Linked DNA regions of Mus musculus: regions 2, 3, 4 and 5 are each linked to region 1. Evidence: chromatin contacts called from public Hi-C, HiCAR-type and HiChIP or PLAC-seq data. All regions are on one chromosome and are shown on one strand. Each heading gives the region's core, a stretch centred on a gene start, on an enhancer-like site or on the middle of the called end of the contact. The rest is flanking DNA. Distances are from core to core; before and after follow the strand shown. Region 1 holds the start of Mafa (v-maf musculoaponeurotic fibrosarcoma oncogene family, protein A (avian)). Region 2 holds the start of Rbfox2 (RNA binding protein, fox-1 homolog (C. elegans) 2). Region 3 holds the start of Commd5 (COMM domain containing 5). Region 4 holds the start of Arc (activity regulated cytoskeletal-associated protein). Region 5 holds the start of Them6 (thioesterase superfamily member 6).

The links. A called contact is a pair of places that touch in the nucleus more often than the background predicts. HiCAR-type assays count read pairs that join an accessible place to other places. HiChIP or PLAC-seq counts read pairs in DNA pulled down with a chosen protein or histone mark.
Region 2: an HNF4G HiChIP or PLAC-seq map of pancreatic cancer cells shows a contact between it and region 1. The contact joins the promoter of Rbfox2 here to the promoter of Mafa in region 1.
Region 3: a Hi-C map of B cells shows a contact between it and region 1, with 6 read pairs. The contact joins the promoter of Commd5 here to the promoter of Mafa in region 1. A contact is called at or near these places in 1 of 484 Hi-C or Micro-C datasets (B cells) and 1 of 115 datasets of contacts at active chromatin or transcription factors (pancreatic cancer cells).
Region 4: an HNF4G HiChIP or PLAC-seq map of pancreatic cancer cells shows a contact between it and region 1. The contact joins the promoter of Arc here to the promoter of Mafa in region 1. A contact is called at or near these places in 1 of 39 promoter capture datasets (pre-B cells) and 2 of 115 datasets of contacts at active chromatin or transcription factors (embryonic stem cells and pancreatic cancer cells).
Region 5: a contact with region 1 is called in a HiCAR-type map of astrocytes, with 4 times the contacts expected there. The contact joins the promoter of Them6 here to the promoter of Mafa in region 1. A contact is called at or near these places in 2 of 39 promoter capture datasets (hippocampal neurons and pre-B cells), 1 of 484 Hi-C or Micro-C datasets (embryonic stem cells) and 4 of 115 datasets of contacts at active chromatin or transcription factors (astrocytes, embryonic stem cells and pancreatic cancer cells).

The regions. Positions count from the first base shown.
Region 1 is chr15:75,746,257-75,750,313 of GRCm38.p6, reverse strand. Mafa (v-maf musculoaponeurotic fibrosarcoma oncogene family, protein A (avian)) reads left to right here and starts at 1,993. Exons shown (of 1, transcript NM_194350.2): 1 at 1,993-4,057. The coding sequence starts at 2,392. The coding sequence ends at 3,471.
Region 2 is chr15:77,304,802-77,308,858 of GRCm38.p6, reverse strand. Rbfox2 (RNA binding protein, fox-1 homolog (C. elegans) 2) reads left to right here and starts at 1,806. Exons shown (of 14, transcript NM_053104.6): 1 at 1,806-2,495. The coding sequence starts at 2,316.
Region 3 is chr15:76,898,005-76,902,061 of GRCm38.p6, reverse strand. Commd5 (COMM domain containing 5) reads right to left here and starts at 2,121. Exons shown (of 2, transcript NM_025536.2): 1 at 2,070-2,121; 2 at 765-1,710. The coding sequence starts at 1,657. The coding sequence ends at 983.
Region 4 is chr15:74,670,229-74,674,285 of GRCm38.p6, reverse strand. It overlaps Arc (activity regulated cytoskeletal-associated protein), which reads left to right and starts at 1,716. Exons shown (of 3, transcript NM_018790.3): 1 at 1,716-3,721; 2 at 3,967-4,057. The coding sequence starts at 1,914. The coding sequence ends at 3,104. It overlaps Gm32994 (a long non-coding RNA gene), which reads right to left and starts at 1,273. Exons shown (of 5, transcript XR_003951652.1): 1 at 863-1,273.
Region 5 is chr15:74,718,965-74,723,021 of GRCm38.p6, reverse strand. Them6 (thioesterase superfamily member 6) reads right to left here and starts at 1,788. Exons shown (of 2, transcript NM_198607.1): 1 at 1,215-1,788. The coding sequence starts at 1,727.

The sequences.
Region 1 (4,057 bases), core at 744-3,243:
TATATGCCACCACACCCACACCAGGAGTGGAGTCCAGAGAAGGCAGACTGCCCAATCTCATCATCTCACTCTGTACCCTTTTTAGTAAGCCCAAGGCCACATGGGATGCTGTGCCCAGACATGTAGCTCATCCTTAAGTCCCAGAGCTTCTGGGGCTCAGGCTGAGTGTCCTAGTCTAATGCCTTTGCCAGGCTACAGGAGACATAGAGAACTGAAACACTGGCTCTCCTGGTGAGACCTCGTGCTCTAACTCAAAGGCTCCCCTTTGGCCACAGGTGGATCTGATATAGGTTACCTTGGACAAGGCCAGTTGCTTTTCACGGCCTCCTTTCCTCATCCGTAGAATGGGCATGATTACACTGATGGCTGTGGCTACCACCTCAGCACTGTAGAGTCCCAAAGATAGACATTCCAATGGCTCCCCGAAGTCTCCTTTGGAACAGGCTGAGGGGAGAGTTTTGTAGGGGTTTCCTCATGCTTTTTTTGTTTGTTTGTTTGTTTCTGAAGACCAAGCCTGCACAGATGAATATGAAGGTGAGGAGTGTCTGGACACTGAGGGAAGGAGCTGGGAGCTATTTGCTCCTAGCTGCCAGGCATCCCCTGTGAAATAGCAGGCACCTGTAGAGGGAGTAGGCAAAGCCCTTGGCACCATGACATCCTGGATAGGTATCCTGTGAATACCCTTTCAAACTTTTTCCACCTTGTGCACAAATGGTTTATATTTAAGAATCGATTGATTGATTGATTGATTGATTGACTGATTGATTGATTTTTAGTTTTTCGAGGCAAGATTTCTCTGTGCAGACTTGGCTGTCCTGGGACTTGCTCTGTAGACCAGGCTGGCCTTGAACTCCCAGAAATCTTCCTGTCTTGGGAGAGCTGGGGCTAAAGGCCTGCACCACCATTGCCCGTCTATTATTTTTAATAGTCAACGGCATATAAGATTATAGATAACAGAGAGGAGAAAACCGCACTCTGGGTCACATCCAGCTGTTGTTCGTGAATGCACGCCCTTTCTATCTTCGGTTGGGATCTGGAATTCTGGAGGAGGGAGGGGAGGGGAGGGTGTCACAGAACTCACATCTTGTCACCCACCCTCCCTGTTGTCCTTGTGGCTTTCTTTTGCTCGGAAGCGGCCTCCTACTAGGTGTGTAGAGACATTCAGCAAGTGTGACGGTGGCAATCTGCTTGCCACTTGTCACTCCAACTTGCCCCCACCCAGCAAGGCTCCTCCAAACCGCCCTGGTGGGCAGCTGGGTCTGAGATTCCTTGTGGGCATTTCTGCAGGCGTCCAGACCCATCAGCCCCATGAATTCAATTCAGAGAAATGGGTTCTCTACGCAGGGAGTACCCGAGACCTGCTCCTCTAGCCCCGTGGTGGCCACAGGCGTCTGTCCCACTCCACCTACCACAACGCTCAGAGGCCTGCGGTTCCACCGTGCATCCCGCCGCCCGAGGTGCCAGCAACTTTGTTGACTGAATTCCTGAACCCATCCCAACCACAGGATAAAAATAGCTGGCGCTCCCGGGCAGCTCGGGAGTCACCGGTGTCAGGATAGTTAGAGGTCCCCATTCTGGAGACTCCAGGCCACTTGGGCCTGGTGCGGGACACAGCCAGCTAGACCACCTAATGGATCTGAGACACCGAAGGAGTACCCTGGACGAGGGCCTCCTCAGCTTCCCTGCACTCTCTGGCTTTACGATCCTGGAACCTCAGAATCTGCCACTTGGTCTCGCGCCCTCTGCTGTGCAGTCCCATGCGGCGGCCACCAGGGGGCCCTGCCCACTCCTCTTGCCGACGGCCCTTCCCCACCCCTTCCCACAGCTGTTTCCCGCAGGAGATTGACAGCTGGGCTCCGGGTTGCCATGGGGATAGGCAAATGAGGGCGGCAGGTCTGGGGCTCCGATTGGCCCGGGGGCGTCGGCCCCCACCTGGGGAGGCGGGCCCAGAAGCGCGTCTCTATAAAGGCTTGTGCGGCTCTGCGCCGGGCCGAGGGAGGCGGGGCCGGCCGGCAGCGCGGGTGGGGCGCGGGGCGGGGCCGGGCGGGAGAGCCCGGAGCGCGGCTGAGCCCGGGGCGCGGCCTCTGCACCCTCCAGGCCAGGACCGCGGAGGAACAGAAGGAGGAGGAGGGCAGGATTGGGGGCCCTGCGCCCGCTCGTAGCGGGCCGGGGGGCCACCCGAGAGGCCTGGCCGGCGGCGTCCCCTGAGCACAGCCCAGAGTTGACAGCAGGAAACTTTTGCTGCTGCGCCCTTCGGCGGCGCGACCAGAGCCTGAGCCCACCGCGGCCCGGGGGGGAGCTAGGGGGAGAGAGGCCCGCGGCTCCCCCCACGCTCCCCCGCCGCCCGTCGGGGCGCGGCCGGGCGCGGCGGCGGGGCTGGGGCCCCGGGCGATGGCCGCGGAGCTGGCGATGGGCGCAGAGCTGCCCAGCAGCCCACTGGCCATCGAGTACGTCAACGACTTCGACCTGATGAAGTTCGAGGTGAAGAAGGAGCCGCCCGAGGCCGAGCGCTTCTGCCACCGCCTGCCGCCCGGCTCGCTGTCCTCGACGCCCCTCAGCACGCCCTGCTCCTCGGTGCCCTCTTCGCCCAGCTTCTGCGCACCCAGCCCGGGCACAGGCGGCGGCGCGGGCGGCGGGGGCAGCGCGGCTCAGGCCGGGGGCGCCCCGGGGCCGCCGAGTGGAGGCCCCGGCACTGTCGGGGGCGCCTCAGGAAAAGCGGTGCTGGAGGATCTGTACTGGATGAGCGGGTACCAGCACCACCTGAACCCCGAGGCGCTCAACCTGACGCCGGAGGACGCGGTGGAGGCGCTCATCGGCAGCGGCCACCACGGCGCGCACCACGGCGCGCATCACCCGGCGGCTGCTGCGGCCTATGAGGCCTTCCGGGGTCAGAGCTTCGCGGGCGGCGGCGGCGCGGACGACATGGGTGCCGGCCACCACCACGGCGCACACCACACTGCCCACCATCATCACTCTGCCCACCATCACCATCACCACCATCACCACCACGGAGGCTCTGGCCACCACGGCGGAGGCGCGGGTCACGGCGGAGGCGGCGCAGGCCACCACGTGCGCTTGGAGGAGCGCTTCTCCGACGACCAGCTGGTATCCATGTCCGTGCGGGAGCTGAACCGGCAGCTCCGCGGCTTCAGCAAGGAGGAGGTCATCCGACTGAAACAGAAGCGGCGCACGCTCAAGAACCGCGGCTACGCGCAGTCGTGCCGCTTCAAGCGGGTGCAGCAGCGGCACATTCTGGAGAGCGAGAAGTGCCAGCTCCAGAGCCAGGTGGAGCAGCTGAAGCTGGAGGTGGGGCGTCTGGCCAAGGAGCGGGACCTGTACAAGGAGAAATACGAGAAGTTGGCGGGCCGGGGCGGCCCCGGGGGCGCGGGCGGGGCCGGCTTCCCTCGGGAGCCCTCGCCAGCGCAGGCTGGCCCCGGGGCGGCCAAAGGCGCACCCGACTTCTTTCTGTGAGTGCCGGACCCTGGGCCTCGCCACGGCCGGGGACAAGTTTGCGCAGGCCGCCCCGGTCTCGGTTCAGACTCTGAGGCCCGGGACGCGCGCTCCGGCGGTGCAGCCGCAGCTGCCGGGGTCCTCCTGTCCGCCCTGCGCACCCCGCCGCCAAGCCCCAGCTCCAGGTACCTACCGCGGTGCGCCTCTCCCGCCGGGCCCCGGTCCGAGCGTCTTCGGGGTCGCCGGCTAGACTTTGCCGGGGTCCCTCGGCGCCCCGGGAACGGTGATTGCTTAGGGAAGTCCGAGCCAGGTCTGACTTCCTCGGCAGCGTCCACTTGTACAGACGTGGAGCGCAGTTCTGCGTCCCAACCTCCGCCCAGCCGCAGCGGGGCCGCGCCGCCACCAGCTCCCGGTAGCCTCCGCCGGCCCCGCGCTCCTCTGTCGTCTTTCTTTCTGCCTCCGTTTACTTGCTCTGTTTTTACTCCTCCTCCTCCTTTTTAAAGCAGTCATATTTTCGCAACATTAATATTTATTTTGCTTGGTAATTAGAAAACCCGGAGGAACCCCCTGGTCCCCGTGCGCCCTCGGAGGTCGGCGAGTGCCCGCA
Region 2 (4,057 bases), core at 557-3,056, 1.6 Mb before region 1:
AATCATGAATCAGTCAGTGCACTAATGTGACTGGGCTCAGCAATTAAGTTCTCAGGATCCAAACACTTGCCCTAAGTCTGTCAGCTGTTACCGTATGAGCCTCTGGGGGACTTTTTCGATTCAAGTCATAACATGATCAAAGTTCTTAATGTTGATAACTCACTTGATCTTCATAATAATTATTTTAAAAATAGTATTATTATGCTAATTTTAGGTGTCAGAGCTAAGCTGAGGGACAAGAGCCGTTAATTAACTCCCTCCCATAAGGTGTCAAGGCTTGTAAATGGCTAAGCTATTGCAACCTACAAACATACAAATACTCAGTAGGAAAACCCAGCTCCAAGGCAAGTTGTGCAGTCTTTTCCAACTAGCCTGCAAGCCCTTCTATTCCCTCTCTTAACCACCAGTGGTCCGGCATTACATGGGCAGGAGTGGTCAAGCCTCCCTGGGACTCGTCTGGCTCTGAAGCAGAGATCTTCATCCCTCTGTCCATTTTTAGGTGCTTAACTCAAGTTCAAAGGTCAAGTCACAGACTGGTTGCAAGTAACCTTAGACATCACCTGACCTGGGGTTTCTCAATCTCTGAACTATTGGCATTCTGGTTTGGACAAGTCTCTCTTGCAGGGATTGTTCTCTGCACTGTAGAGTTCTGAATAACATTCAAAGCTTCTATTCAGTAAATGCCAGTATAGTCTCCATTTGTGAAGAACAAAATTTACCATATGACAAATACGGAAGTGGGAGATGCTGAAAGGGTCTGAAACTTTTTCTTGGCTGGGAACCACTGATCCAAAGGATTATTTCAGATACTGCAGTTGGGATCCAAAGAGAAAAACTCACTTGTTTAAAGTAGCAAGCAAGGGTAAGGCTAGAAGCTAGGTTATTGCACAATATCCCTTTCCATGTCACAGTATGGAACCCTGAGAGGCAGAAGCAGTTTCTATTTACAATCAGGTGGAGAAAACCTACCGGACAGACCTAACTGCACAAAGCTGATAAGCTAGGAAGGGCTATTCAGGCAGCAAGGAGTAAAACCAAGAGATTGCCATCTTGACTGGCCACATATTTCTGCTTCAGGACTTGAACAAATTCAGGTCCATCCATTGGATTAAAACCATGTTTTCTACTGTCAGGCTCAAAATGGTTCCGTAAATGCCCTATGTAAACGTAAAGCTCTTAAAAAAACACCAGGCGTTATTTATTACTATTATTAGAGACAGTTTTTCTGTGTAGGGCTATCCTGGAACTCACTATGCAGATAGACCAGGTTGGCTTCGAACTCAGAGATACTCCTGTCTTTGCTTCCTACTTCCTAGGACTAAAGGTGTGCACCACCGCCATGCCTGGCAACATCAGAAATATTGACATCATTAGAGATGCAATTATTCGCTTCATAGCACCATTTCTCAGAAAAGTTTATATGGGAGCCATCACTCCTGGACTTCCCAGGTCTTGGGCTGGAGAGGAAGGAGGCAAAGGGACCTTCCTCTCGCAGAGCGCCCCTCTGCTTCCCTAAATCCCAGGAAGCCAGATGAGAGAGATCAGGTCATCACTTCTCACTAGTGCAACTAGTCCAAGTTGCTCCCCCGAACTCCTGCCCTTCAAGCTCCGCCCCCCGGCCACCGCCTTAAAAGAGGCGGCCCCTTCTCTCTCCATGCTTCCCAGAGCATCCCCGAGCTTCCCGAGCTTTTCCGAGTCCTTCCCGGCCTCCCGCGGGCGGCCCGCGCGGAGGCGACGGAGATTGCCGAGGGGCGTAGCCACGCCCCCTCACTACAGCCTCCTCTCGCGCGGGCGGCCCGAGTCCCACACATCCAGGTTCCTCCCTCCTTCTCTCCTTTCTCTCTCCCCGCCTTCCCGGCGCTGCCACAGTGGCGGGACGGAGGATCCCGACCAGTCAGCTCGCTGCGGCCTCGCGCTCCTCCTCCTCCCAAATAAACAGCCCTCCCCAAGCTGGGAGCCCAGGCCGTCCCCTTCCCCGCACGGCTGGCGAGTGGTGAGGGAGCGCGGGACTGAAGGACCAAGGGACCGAGGGATCGGCGCACGCGCGTGCGAGTGAGAGAGCGAGCGAGCGGCCGGCGCGAAGCCGGAGCAGAAGCCGGAGCCGGGGCCGAAGCCGAAGCCGGAGCCATAACCTGAGTCGGAGCGGTAGTGAAGCCGAAGCCGAAGCCGGGCTCCGGACCGACGCGCACGCACACACGCACGCGGGGGGCGGGGCCGGCGCGCGCCCGCCTGTCGCGACTGTCGGCACCGAGGCCCAGGGGGAGGTGGCCTGTCGCGGGTCGCCCGGCTCCCGGTGGCGAAGGGGGCGCGGGCGGATGGCGGAAGGCGGCCAGGCGCAGCAGCAGCCGCCTCAGCTCGGGCCCGGCGCTGCCGCCCGGGGCATGAAGCGGGAGTCGGAGGTGGAGTTGCCGGTGCCCGGAGCGGGGGCAGACGGACCCGAGCCCGGCCTGAGCAAGCGGCCACGCACAGAGGAGGCGGCCGACGGCGGGATGCAGGTGACCGCGCGGGACGGGCGCCCGGTTACGGAGGGCCGCGGCGGGCTCGGGCCTCCGGGCGCCGGGTGGGCCTGGCTGGAGAGTGGGCTTGGGGCCGGGTGCAGGGGCTGGAGGGGCCCCGGAGGCAGCGCGAGGGAGTGGGATTTTTTTTTTTTTCCTTTTGGAGTTGGGATTGAACAGGATCGGGATGCAGTCCATTTCTTAAGCCTGTGCTCAGTTTGTTGAGAAGTTGAGGGTTCTTGGGTCGATTTGTCCAGAGGAGAGCTGTTGGGCCGAGCTGAGAGCGAGGGAAGCTGGTGGTGGGAAAGCTCCGGAGAAGAAGGGCGCCTTTTGGTTTACACTGGGATGAGGAAAGGGGGAACGGCATGTGGAGAACAGACTGAAAAGCCAGCCAACTCCTGGAGAGAGAGCGAGCCCGAAAGGGGATGTGGCTTAGCTTGTGGGTTCAATCAGTTACTCGAGCAGTCTTGAGAAGTCCGCGGAGTTTGGTAGTGTGATGCTCTGTCTCAGTTTTGTGCAGCATGTTATTAAGTCTGGAGAGAGACACCAGGCAGATCCCGCCTGTGCTTTACCCATTGCATCCTACGTTCGTAGGATGCGGAGTAAACTCCTTAGTATCCTGAGGTAGAAAAGAAAATTTATAGGGCTGTTAGGAGACTGGTTTCTGAGTTGTGGCCTCCAGTGTTAGCTTGATTGTTGAGGGTGGGAAATGACAAAGATATTGATACAGGCGGTTAGTACTTAGTTTGAAGAAGGTAATGCATCCTTAAGGGCTTTAGGATTTGCTCTCTGTTTAGAAAATATTGGCTACGAAATGGAGAGGCTCACAGCAGCAACGGGATGCTTTCTAATTCTTTTAGAATCGTAGAATGTTAGAGATGGAAGGGACCAGAAACGCCATCATCTTTTCCACCAGGAGTTCTCAGTCTAATGTACTCGGAAGAGTTATGCAGAATGGCTTAATGTGCATTGAGTCAATACTTTGTATCTTTTTTTTTGGGGGGGGGGAGGGTGTGTTCAAGTTTCAGCGTATTTTAACTGCCTCATTTTTATTGATAGGGAGTTAGAAGTCCAGAGAAAACTAGTGACTTGCCTAAAGCCACCCAGTTAGCTGGTTCTGATTTCTATTTCTGTGCTCTCTCCATTACACCACTCTTGGAAATCTCTGCAGTACTAGGAGACTTTCCGTGCTCTGCCTTGACTTCCTGTGGCAGGGAAGGAGCTGGCATGTATGCTGTGTGCCTCTTGTCTCCTTTGCAGAAGCCACCCTGTTACCTCTGTTGATTTGGGCACAAGGGATTTCCTGGGCGTTTATTTTTGAATCCTTTTGTTTGCTGGCTTTTATTTCCCTTAGAAGAAGTCTGCCAGGCAGAGGGATCATTAGGTCAATCTGAAAGCCATAGAAGAATGGGAAGACTTAGTGGTTTAGCACTGGATGGTAAAGAGGGACCACTGGATAGAGATGCTGGTGAGTGTGTTCACTTGGAGTGTGCACACATCTGGTCTTTTTTCCCCTATGTCAATCTTAGTTAATAGTGTGTTCTCATTGCTTTCCCTTTCTT
Region 3 (4,057 bases), core at 872-3,371, 1.2 Mb before region 1:
ATGGAGTGGGAGGTAAAGTACTGGACAGGTGCCTCGGACACATTCAAAGGTTTTAATCCACTAACGCTGCATGGCTTCACTAGCAGCCGACACACCACTTGATCCGTCTGCAGAGTACTCCTGTGACCAACCTTCTCCTCATCTGACCTGGCTCTATTCAATTGTCACAAGCTGTACTCATAGTTTTATTGTTTGTTTTAGATTTACAACTTTCTGAGTATGAGTAGTTTGCTTGCATGTATGTTTGAGTACCACATATGTGCCTGTGTTGGATGTCTTGGTGTTGGGTCCCCCCTGCCCTTCCCCCACAACTGAAGTTACAGAAGGTTGTGAGCCACCACGTGAATGCTGGGACTTGAACCCAAGTCCTCTTTGCAAGGGCAAGTGCTCTTCACTGCTCAATCAATCCTCCGGCCCTGTTCTCATGTCTTAATATTTAAAATATGTATTTAATGTTATATATACCAAACATTATTTAATGCATATTTAGTATTTGTAATGTCTTCCCCCCACCCCCTCTGATCTTTCCACTAGGATGTCAGCTTCAGGAAAGCAGGAATTTAGGGCAAAAGAATAAACACGTCCGCAGCAAAGCACAGGACTTAGGAAAGCAAATGGGCAGAGTTCAGCCATGCTGAGCAACCATGTTGTATGTTGTAAGAGATCTTCATCTGGACTTAGCTCTGCACATCGTCTCATCCAGGAGCACAGCTGGGGAAGGGACAGGTAGGTTTAATTCCCTAATAGAATAACATGTTTTTAATAGTTGCTTTACCTCTTTAATTCGAAACTGAGCCTCACTACGTAAAACCCAGCCAGGCCGGCCTTACATTTCACATTCTCCAGCCTCAGCCCAGCTGTTTACTTGTAAAACAAAACCCAAAAGTCCCAGCTGTCTTTTCACTTAAAATATGTTCTTACATCCTCATCACCAGTGCGGCTGGGTTCTGGTACCAGCTTCAGCACCCCACAGTACCAGGGTTCAGTCCTGCAGTTTGCGCTCACACTTTCTCTCCAGCTCTGCCATCTCCTTAAGGACCAACGCCACGCTGTAGCGCAGCTCCTGGAATTTGGCTATGGGCACCTCGAAGCGGTGTGCCGATCCATCTGTGAGCTTCAGCTGCATGAGAACACTCGGTTGCAGGGAGCGGGACTGAGCACTGGTTGAGATGGCCACATCCACCCGCCACCGGAAATTCGACACACGAGGCAGCGAGGATCCCTGCTGCTGGGCTACAGAGTCGAGAAGAGGGCGTTGACTCCCAAATGCCAAACTGGCCAGATCTCCAATCATATCTTGGGGAATGCCAAGTTCCTGGAGTTCGTCCTGGAAGGCATCTGGTTTCAGACTGGCAGGGGGCAGCCGGAGAGCCTGCTGGAGCAGGGTGTGTGTGCCCGCCAGCAGGACGGCCAGACGCTCCTCTGACAGGTTGGCGCTGGCACCAAGGTGCTGCACGGCCTCTCTGCAGTCTTTCCCATGGAGGGCCCCGACTACGAGTTTCAACAACTTTCTGAAGGTGCTCCTGTCTAAGTCCTTCAAGAGCTGGGCCACTGCCGTCACTTCTGCAGAGGGCTGGGAACCCAGGAAACTGACCCGGCCGCTGTGACTGTCAGTTGGATGGTGTAAGTATGGAGCCGCAGCCCCCAACGCAGACATCCTTCCTTTCCCTTTCTTGACCAGGCCGGAGAGAAGGTACTAACCACAGTAGCCTGGAGAGGTGAAGGAGAGACAAGTGACTTCCTACTCGGGAGCTTCATGTACTAAAAACTGGGGGTGGATGAGGGGCTCCCACCCGCCTGTCTACCAAGGATAGATAGCAAATAGGATGCATGCTTTGGAGGTGGCCCTGAGACCTTGCGGCAAAGGAGCCCGCCTGAGTCTAGCAGAAGGGAGGCGTCCCGGAGATTTAACAGTTGGCAGGGAAAAGAACCAAGAAACTGAAGCGCGCACCAAAATCCTACATAAATAGGGAACGAGGACCCCCCCAAACCCTGAATCCTCATCATAGCTCTGGAAGACCTAAATCACACATTACAAATACAAACTAAGCCTTGAACGCCCTCTGCACCTGGAGGAAGCTATCCGCAGGAGCTGGCTGTGGCTGGCAGCAGCTGAAACTTGGCCGAGTCTCAGGAAGTGCCACTTAGACACTTCCGGGCCGCTCTAGGAAAGCGCGACCGTGGCTCTCTGTGGTCCCGGGAGCCGAGCGCATGCGCCGCCCGGTCGCTTGCCTTCTAACAGTGTTTTGGGAAGCGAGAGGAAAGTTCAGTTAGCTTCCGTGTGGGATGCATGGATTCTGCTGGCCTGTGCAGCCCCATGTGAAGAACAGACGTAAGAATTATTGTGGTTGATGCCAACGAATTGCATATTTTAAAATACTTAGATGGTCTAGGCGGCGGCCCACGTCTTTTAATCCGAGCACTAGGAGGCAGAAACAGTTCAAGGTCAGTCGGGTCTACACAGAGTTCCAGCACAGGCAGCGCTACATACCCTGTCTCAAACAAACAAACAAACAAACCCAAACAATTTCAATAAACCAAACAGAATTCCCCGCAGAAGTGGGGGGGGGGGGTAAATTTGTGTGGTATATGCATTATAGCCCCAAGAAGCTTTTGGGGTAGGTGATTAATTTTGCCGGCAAAGTCTGGACGTTTTATCAAGGATGGTATGAATGGCTAATGACCCAGCCCTGGTGATATAAGCGAGTGATCGGAAGAGCCTGGGACAGGATGATCGCAAACCCAAGGCAGGGCTAATCTGGGCTCCAGAGTGAGTTCAAGGTCAACCTGAAGAACTTGGTGTGTTGCTTCATCAGAGATTGGAGGAAGTTGGGCGTTATGGTGTACACCTTTAATTCCAACACTTGGGAGGCAGAGGCAAAGAGATCTCTGTGAGTTCTAGGCCAGTCAGGGCTACACAGAGATTCCATCTTAAATAAATAACACACACAGACACACACACACACACACACACACTTCCTAAGCAGCCAAAATTAATTTCGTGATATAGCAGAAATATAATGGTTCCAGAAGCTCTAAGTGTTGATAGGACCATGTTCTTGAGCCCCTTGCAACATTAGCTTGCAGCCAAACATCCTTGACATTCCTTAGCTTGGATATATCACTCTAATCTCTGTCTCCAGACAGACTGCTTCTGCTCCTGAATGCTGGAATTAAAGGCATGTGCCATGCCACCACTTCCTGGCTCACTGCCTCCATCTTTAGGTGGGATTTCGACTTTCCTGTAAGCATTCTCATGACTTCACTTACCAGGACCATTGTTCCAAATAGTGTCTCATTTACTCTCAGGTTCCGGAGATCTTAGGACTCCAGGATATCTTTTGAAGAACAAAATTCAACCTATATCTAATATATGTTCATAAAAGCCTTTTGTTTGGGGATCTTTTTTTTTTTTTAGCGAAGGGGATGTGCATTTCTGTGTGTGCTCACGTGTGTGTGGGTACACATGTATGTGTAAATGCATGTGCATATGTGTGCATGTGGAGACAGAGGTCACCATGGCTGGTGGCATTTTGTTTGTTTGTTTGTTTTTCCGAGACAGGGTTTCTGTGTGTAGCCCTGGCTGTCCTAGAACTCACTTTGTAGACCAGGCTGTCCTGGAACTCAGAGATCCACTTGCCTCTGCCTCCCGAGTGCTGGGATTAAAGGCATGCGCCACCACGCCCGGCGGCTGGTGGTATTTTAAGGGAGAGTGTGGAGCCTGCTCTCTATTTAACATAACTGGAGCCATTTTGTATCCAGTCTCCATTTTGTTCATAAGTTAAAATTAAGTTCAGGTTCTCAGGCTCCACTTCCCAGAAGAAATTATCCATAGCTGACACTGGAGACTGCTACTCAGCCAAAAAGTTAGGGTTCACCTCTACTCTATTATCTCAATGTATTGCGCCCCCCATCCTCTCTTACTTCACCTAAGACCAATAAGTTAGCTGTATGGTTAGCCAAAAATGTTATGCCTCTTCACTTCCTGACTTTTCCTATAAAACGCCTGCCCTGAGGCCTGGCTGATACACTTAGGCTCTGGGTCTTTTTGGTGGTC
Region 4 (4,057 bases), core at 467-2,966, 1.1 Mb after region 1:
GATTCCCCCATAGGAAAACTCTAGTTAGTCCCTATTCTAGCAATTTCTCTGCTTGTTTCCCCTCCCTGCAGTGATGCCCCTCTGCCTGCCTTCTGTGTCCGCCTACTCACCTCTAATTAGAAATGCCAGGAGAGCCATTTTAGGGGAGTTTTTTTTCCCCCAGAAAGACATTCCTCTCAGGGATGGAAGCCCTGGGTGTGTGTGTGGAGGGGGGGGGGAGGGGGGACAGGTTGGCTCTAAGAGAGGCAGGGCTCCCCAAAGCTTCTTGAAAACAGAGGAGGGGGCTCTGAGGGATATGAGGTTAGGAGAGTTCTGTAGGTGTGTGAGCAAAAGTGGGGTGGGAGAAGCTGAGATGTGAGTACACGTGGATTACAAGTGGGGGCCACTGGTGTGTGTGTGGAAGGCCATGAGTGGGGGGCATGAGTCCACAGAGAGGGCCGTGAGTGGGGGGCATGAGTCTACATGGAAGGGTGTGAGTGGGCTAAGTGCTGGTTGGTATGAGTGTTCAGTGTGTATGTATGAGTGTGAGAGAGGGGGAGCTGGCAGAGAGGAAAGGGGGTTCTTGCAGGCACCATGTGTCTGTGGGCCCCTGTAGGCTTCTGCTGTGGGCAGTGATATGTCCCCAAGTAACATCAGGAAATGGGAGACCTAGACCTGTGTTTCTGGCTTGGTGTAAGTCAAGAAGGATGCCCTCCCCCACTGCACCACAGCGCTGTTGGCTGTTGCCAGGGAATCGGAAGGGGCCTCCCTCTAGAGGGAATCTCAGCTTCCGGAGCCCCATTCCTTATATGGCATCTTGCTTTCCTCTGCAGGCTCCTTCCCCTCCTTCCTCCTTCTCCCTCCCTCCTTCCTCCGGACTAACCTCTTGGAAGGCTTGAGAAGCTTCTGGTCCAGTTGTGGCTGGGTCCTAGGGACTTCAGGGTTCAGCAATGTTGCCTACACATCTTGATATCCCTATGCCCTACCCCAGTGTCTGTACAGGTTCAAGTGATACATCTGTTTCAGGGCACTGCGGCCCTGTTCAGCCACTGACACACAGACAGGGCCACTCAGTGTCCACAAACCTATGAAGGGGTCCAGAAAAAGCCTTGCCTGAGTGGAGTTCCCGAACAATATTGGACCAGGCTAGGATTTGGACTTATGACTCTTGGGGCAAGGTTGGGCAGGAAGTAGGTGTGTGTGTGTGTGTGTGTGTGTGTGTGTGTGTGTGTGTGTGTCCCGCTAACCAAAGGCAGCTGAGGATAGAAGGGTTTGGAGTGAGAGATTCCTACCAGGCACTTCTGAAGTTGCATACTGTGTGGTCAGGATGGGCAAGAGTCAGGATGGGCGCATCAAAGATTCAGAGGGGTAACGTCCAGCTGCTCCCTAAGAAAAGAGATCATGAGGCCCCAGGGCAAACAGTAGGTAATAACCTGCCTTAGCCTCATCCTCGCTGCCCAGGACTAGGTAGAGGAGAGTGTCTCCGGTCCCCAAAATCCCTCCCGGTGGGAGGCGCGCAGCAGAGCACATTAGTCACTCGGGGCTGTGAAGGGGCGGGTCCTTGAGGGCACCCACGGGAGGGGAGCGAGTAGGCGCGGAAGGCGGGGCCTGCGGCAGGAGAGGGCGCGGGCGGGCTCTGGCGCGGAGCCTGGGCGCCGCCAATGGGAGCCAGGGCTCCACGAGCTGCCGCCCACGGGCCCCGCGCAGCATAAATAGCCGCTGGTGGCGGTTTCGGTGCAGAGCTCAAGCGAGTTCTCCCGCAGCCGCAGTCTCTGGGCCTCTCTAGCTTCAGCGGCGACGAGCCTGCCACACTCGCTAAGCTCCTCCGGCACCGCACACCTGCCACTGCCGCTGCAGCCGCCGGCTCTGCTCCCTTCCGGCTTCTGCCTCAGAGGAGTTCTTAGCCTGTTCGGAGCCGCAGCACCGACGACCAGATGGAGCTGGACCATATGACCACCGGCGGCCTCCACGCCTACCCTGCCCCGCGGGGTGGGCCGGCCGCCAAACCCAATGTGATCCTGCAGATTGGTAAGTGCCGAGCTGAGATGCTGGAACACGTACGGAGGACCCACCGGCATCTGTTGACCGAAGTGTCCAAGCAGGTGGAGCGAGAGCTGAAAGGGTTGCACAGGTCGGTGGGCAAGCTGGAGAACAACTTGGACGGCTACGTGCCCACCGGCGACTCACAGCGCTGGAAGAAGTCCATCAAGGCCTGTCTTTGCCGCTGCCAGGAGACCATCGCCAACCTGGAGCGCTGGGTCAAGCGTGAGATGCACGTGTGGAGGGAGGTCTTCTACCGTCTGGAGAGGTGGGCTGACCGCCTGGAGTCCATGGGCGGCAAATACCCAGTGGGCAGCGAGCCGGCCCGCCACACTGTCTCTGTAGGTGTGGGGGGTCCAGAGCCCTACTGCCAGGAAGCTGATGGCTATGACTATACCGTTAGCCCCTATGCCATCACCCCGCCACCTGCCGCAGGAGAACTGCCTGAACAGGAGTCAGTTGAGGCTCAGCAATATCAGTCTTGGGGGCCAGGTGAGGATGGGCAACCGAGCCCTGGTGTGGATACACAGATCTTCGAGGACCCACGGGAGTTCCTGAGCCACCTGGAAGAGTACCTGCGGCAGGTGGGTGGCTCTGAAGAATATTGGCTGTCCCAGATCCAGAACCACATGAATGGGCCAGCCAAGAAGTGGTGGGAGTTCAAGCAGGGCTCGGTGAAGAACTGGGTGGAGTTCAAGAAGGAGTTTCTGCAATACAGTGAGGGTACACTCTCCCGTGAAGCCATTCAGCGGGAGCTGGAGCTGCCGCAGAAGCAGGGTGAACCACTCGACCAGTTCCTCTGGCGCAAGCGGGACCTGTACCAGACACTGTATGTGGACGCTGAGGAGGAGGAGATCATTCAGTATGTGGTGGGCACCCTGCAGCCCAAACTCAAGCGCTTTCTGCGCCACCCACTCCCCAAGACCCTGGAGCAGCTTATCCAGAGGGGTATGGAAGTGCAGGACGGCCTGGAGCAGGCAGCTGAGCCTTCTGGCACCCCACTGCCCACAGAGGATGAGACGGAGGCACTCACACCTGCTCTTACCAGCGAGTCAGTAGCCAGTGACAGGACCCAGCCTGAATAGAGGGGCCAGCCCAGGGTCCCCAGCCCGCCTGCCACACCCAGCCTGTGGCTTTTGCCAACTAGGACTTGAGCTGGGGCTGACTCCCAAAGGGATGCCCTGTCCAGCCAGACATCTACTCACCCACTGACCTGGCCTGACTCACAACTGCCACACAACCATGCTACATGGACTGAACATCAAGAAGCCCCTTTCCCATAGGGCTCCCACCTGCCGCCTACCCCTCATCTGTCTGCCCTGGTCCTGGCCCCCAGCCCCATTGGCCTCACCCTCTACACTCTCAGACCATCACAGAACACGATCTGGCTTCCTCATTCTGCTCCAGTGTCCAGGGCTCTTTGGGTAATCAAGAAACCAAGTGTCTGAAAGGCAACAAAAAGTAGGCACCAAAACCCAGGGGACATCCTAGGGCAGATGCTAAAGCAGAGATGCTGAGGGAACCTCAACTTCCGGGGATGCAGCCCACTCCTGCAGACACAGCAGATCCAGCTGGTACCCTAGCTGCCGCCCAGGGCAACCGGCCAGTCTTGGGCAGCATAGCTCCCCTCCCAGGGGTGAGCTGAAGCCACAAATGCAGCTGAAGCAGCAGACCTGACATCCTGGCACCTCCTGGCCCCCAGGTGAGCCCTGCACCGTGTATCTTAGAGTGGGGGGGGGGGGCGTGCAGAACCAAGTCCACTTTCCAGGAGCCCTTCAAGGCTTCCCTAGCAAATTAGTTGCAAGGGTGGAGTGAAGTGGCATCAGAGTGGGTGTCATTGTAGTGGGCACTGGCACTTCACGGTCCAAGGACGGGGCTGAGGTGGGGGCGGTTCTGGGGGAATTTGCTAAGCCAGCTCACCGAGGACCCTGTGATTTCTCACCCCAGCAGTGATTCATACCAGTGAAGAAGAGCAGAGCTCAGCTCCGTGACTCAGCCATGGCAGGCGGAGGGTCCCCGAGGGGCTGAGTCCTCACAC
Region 5 (4,057 bases), core at 539-3,038, 1.0 Mb after region 1:
TGAGGGTGAGGGAAGAGGCTCGATAAGGTGCTCTCTTCTCACAGCAAGTGCTACACGGCAGCCAGGAATGACTGACCTATAGTCTAGGCTCTATCTGGGCACACTTTACTGTCAGAGACACCCCATCCTGGCACCTGGCCTCAGAACAGTTCCTCAGCTTACAGAACCCTACCCCAGACTTGGCCTGTCTTGTACCATATCTGCCTCTGCCTGGGACCCAAGTAACCATGGAAACTCCCAGCCAACCCCCCTGGCCTCCAGCTGAGCTGAGTTGCCAGGGTGCTTCAGTTCGCCTCCTCCAAGCTGTTACTGCTAGCTGGGGCTGCACCTCCAGTCCCCTCACCCCTTACAGGCACTTTATCAACCAGTACCAAACAGCCCATGGGAACTCATGACTAGATAAAGAGAGAAAGCGAGGGAGAGCCTTCTCTGCCACCAATTGCTGGGAGGACTTCTCGAGCCCGTGTTTCCCTTCAGATATAGCCCCTCAGCACTGATGTAAGGTCATTCCTATACTCTAAGAGGAGGCACTTGTCCAAGACAGGCGGGAACAATAGGGTGGGGCATGCCCTGGTACTCTTCAGGAGCCTGCCTTGGCAACCATCACTACTCTGGCTGTCTCCAAGGTCACAGTTGCTATACTGCAGTAGCTAGCTCTGCCACCGTGCTAGAGGAGTGGACCCTGGGGAGGGGCCTTGTGTCCCAGCAGGCACAGGGTTCTCCTCCTTCCAACCTTGGAAAGACTCAAGGCTTGTGGTCCCCTGGGGTCAATCCAACCCCCAGTCCTCTCTGCTGCAAGCTGCGCCAAAGAGGGCCTCGAGTCCACTAGAATTCCCAGCAACTGCTTCTAACTGACATCCTTTTATCCCATACTCAAAACCAAAGACCACAGAGGGTGACTCAGCACTGTAGAACACACAGAACTAGGACTCAGACTCCTAGCTGAGATACCTACTCTGAGCATCTCAGTTCTAGAAGAGAGGGAGAGAGGAGAAACTCTGTGCTTGGGAGTAAATTCAAAACTGGCTAGGCCTGAACGGAAAAGCCTTGGTTCATAGATGATGGGGACCCCAAGAAGGGCAACTCCTTGGACACAGAGGAAACGTGCAAAAGTGTTCCGACATTGGAACAGTCCCAGAACTTCAAAGGGGTTTTTCTCGCGGGAGAGGGCTGAGAGCCAAACAGGGCCGGGGCATCGGGGTGGGGCTGCTCACCCTCCGTTTGCACAAGTGCTGTACTACTCGATCCGGCGAGGTGCCCAGCACGTGCTGTCGGAAACGCAGCAAGGCGCACACGAAACCATCGCGAAGGCTGACAAAACGCGCCTCCAGGTAGAAGGCGCGGTCGTCCCAGCCTTGCAGTCGCGTGTGTACCTCGAACGGCTCAAACAGGCGCAGCGAGCGGCGATAGCGCGCGCACGAGGCGGCCAGCACCGTGTGCGCGTTCAGGTCGCGCAGCGCCCCCAGCACACCGCAGCGGGTCAGGTGCGCAGCGCGCGCCACATCCGCCTCGCGCAGGTAGCGCGCGTTGTTCATGTGTAGCAGCAGGTCCAGGTCCGATGGCAGCACCCGGCCGGCATACCGCTGCTCCGCCAATAAGTCGCGGACCCGCGGCTGCAGCAAGCGTGCGCGCAGAACAGCACACGGCACGCGCACCAGGTACCAGCCGTCCAGCAGCGCAAAGAAGGCGAGCGCCAGGGATAACGACGCCACCAACAGCTCCAGCATCTTGGCAGCGGGCACCTGGTGTCCAGGAGCCCGCTGCGCAGGTTGCCTGCTGCCGGCCGGCCCTGAAGCCTGGGAGCTCCGAGGACTGGAGCGCACCAACTCTTCCAGCAGTCCGAGGGGGAGTACTCCAGAGGCAGCGGCGCCGTGAGCTGGAGTAGCTCGCACAGATACTGGTTCCCCCCTGCGCGCGTCCTCGATGGCCTAGTCTGGGTCCTCTGCGTTAGCGGCTTTCGCTTTTCTCGGGGCGGGGCGGGTCACGGCGGGACGCTCCGAGCAGTACAGCGCCACCTGGCTACGGCGCTCGGCCCTGCAGGTGCAAGAGTGACAAGGAAGCCTGCTCCCGCTAGTGATCCAGTCAGTAGCTCAGATGAGCATAGCCAAAGAATTCCAGAACTTCTGCGGAGCAGCTGGGGAACTTTGCCAGGAAAACAAACAATGCATCTCCAAGGATGCTGAGAGCCTATCCAGACATCCCATTTCTGCACGGCCCCTGGGACGTTCATGGTCTTCCGGGTGTCTTTCAGTCTCAGTCTGCATGCACGTTACTTGTCCCCGCCCGCCAAAAATCTTGATTATCCCAAGTACACCCCAATAATTCCTACCCTTTATCTCTTTTAATGCAAGATGGAGGAGAGGTGGGGCATGGAGAGGGGTGTGATGAATGTAAATGACATTATCAACCGGGCTAAAGGTGCAGACCGTGGTTTGTGGAATGTCAGTCCCTTTTCTTTGGCATAGGGGTAGGTCCCAAGGTCAGGCTGTCTCTCCTCTCCAGGACTCTGTAACAATCCTGTATGCAAGTGACTGGTAGGGAGCCCAGGGATGGATGGGCTGATGGCCTTCCAGATACCCTGGTCAGCATCACTCCACTGTCCCATGCTGAGCTGGGTGGGTCCGCTGTAGTCACTGACCAGAGCACAGGTCTTTTTCAGTTTTACTTCTGAAGCTAGGAGCTTTGGCAAAGCGAGTGCCTGGGGTCTCTGGAGAGACAAGGAATTCACTGCCTATTAGGGTAGCTTCAAAGGACCGGAAGAAGAACCTTCCCCGCATACTGGTTACACTTACAACACCCACTTTGTCCTGGTCTGTACTCTAGCTTGGGGAGGGACAGATCCTCAGAAGGAAGAGACTAAGTAAGGCTCTCTAAGTTCATTGCTCAGATAATGGGTTTTCTGTCACCTACTGTCCACCCTGTCTCTTGCCTCCAGGGGAGAGATCTGCCCACTGGTAGCCAGGCCTTTGAAACAGGAAAGAATGTGAATGAGCACCCACCTCCAGGCTCCCCTCTGTTCCTGTCACCATCCTTCATTCCCAGCCTTTCTGTTGGCTGCTCTCGTCACTTCTACACACTGTCCACTTTGCTCTCATTTTCCTCTCCTGTACCCCAGCCTGTGTCACATTGCCAGAGTCCTCTCCCAGGGACCTGAGCACACCTCGCTGAAGGTTCACGTGTATATAATGCATGTCTATCTCATAGCCGAACCCTGACTGCCTGGTCTGGTTGTTCTAACCGACCACGGTGTCTGCAGAAGGCAATACCGTGCCAAGGATTGCTCAATATGCCTCTTCCCCTGCCAGCACTGGATGAATAGGAATGCTGGATGCAGAAACTTTGCTCAGGGACCTTTGGCTCTTTGAGGGCTCCTGTGTTTGCCCTCGAGGCAGGTGGGCAATTCATTTTAGCTACCAGGGAGAACACAAGGCACAGGATGGCTAGGGTGGGAGGGTGGGGTCTAGTAGGATGACAGGTCCTAAACCCCGCCCCTCCAAATTCTGGTCCCGCCCCATCCTTCCATAGCTCCGCCCCTCTAGATGAGTGGCACTACACTGGTGACTGAAACTATGAGGGAGTTAGAAACCCATTCCAGGGCATAGACTTGATCTTGGGATCCAGGGGCTCGTTACTTCTCAGAGCACCTTCTGCTACTTCCCTCATTCTAACTTTAATAACTCATTGCAAGGAAGTCTCCAGGATAGGGGGTGAAGGGTCTCATCTCAGTCTCTCTGCTCTGGGGCACTCTTGGCCTGCAGCACCTTGTGGGCACAAACCACAGGGAGAGAGAGTCTTGGCTAAGGGGCAGCTGAAGTGTGGTCCCTGGTGGGCTGAGTCTACCACAAAAGGATGGCCATTCCGTGCCAGCCTCTGGTATCCTCTTTCCTTTGTTCTCCCAGCTCTTGTGTTAAGAAACTGAATACTCCCATATTTTTCATATTTATCTGAGTCTGCTGTCCTGCAGACTCCTTTCGTGGGGTGGGTCTAGGGTGTGCAGGAGTGTTGAGGAGAACCCAGCGAAGCCTCGGTGACTGCTGGATGTGGTATGTCAGGAGCA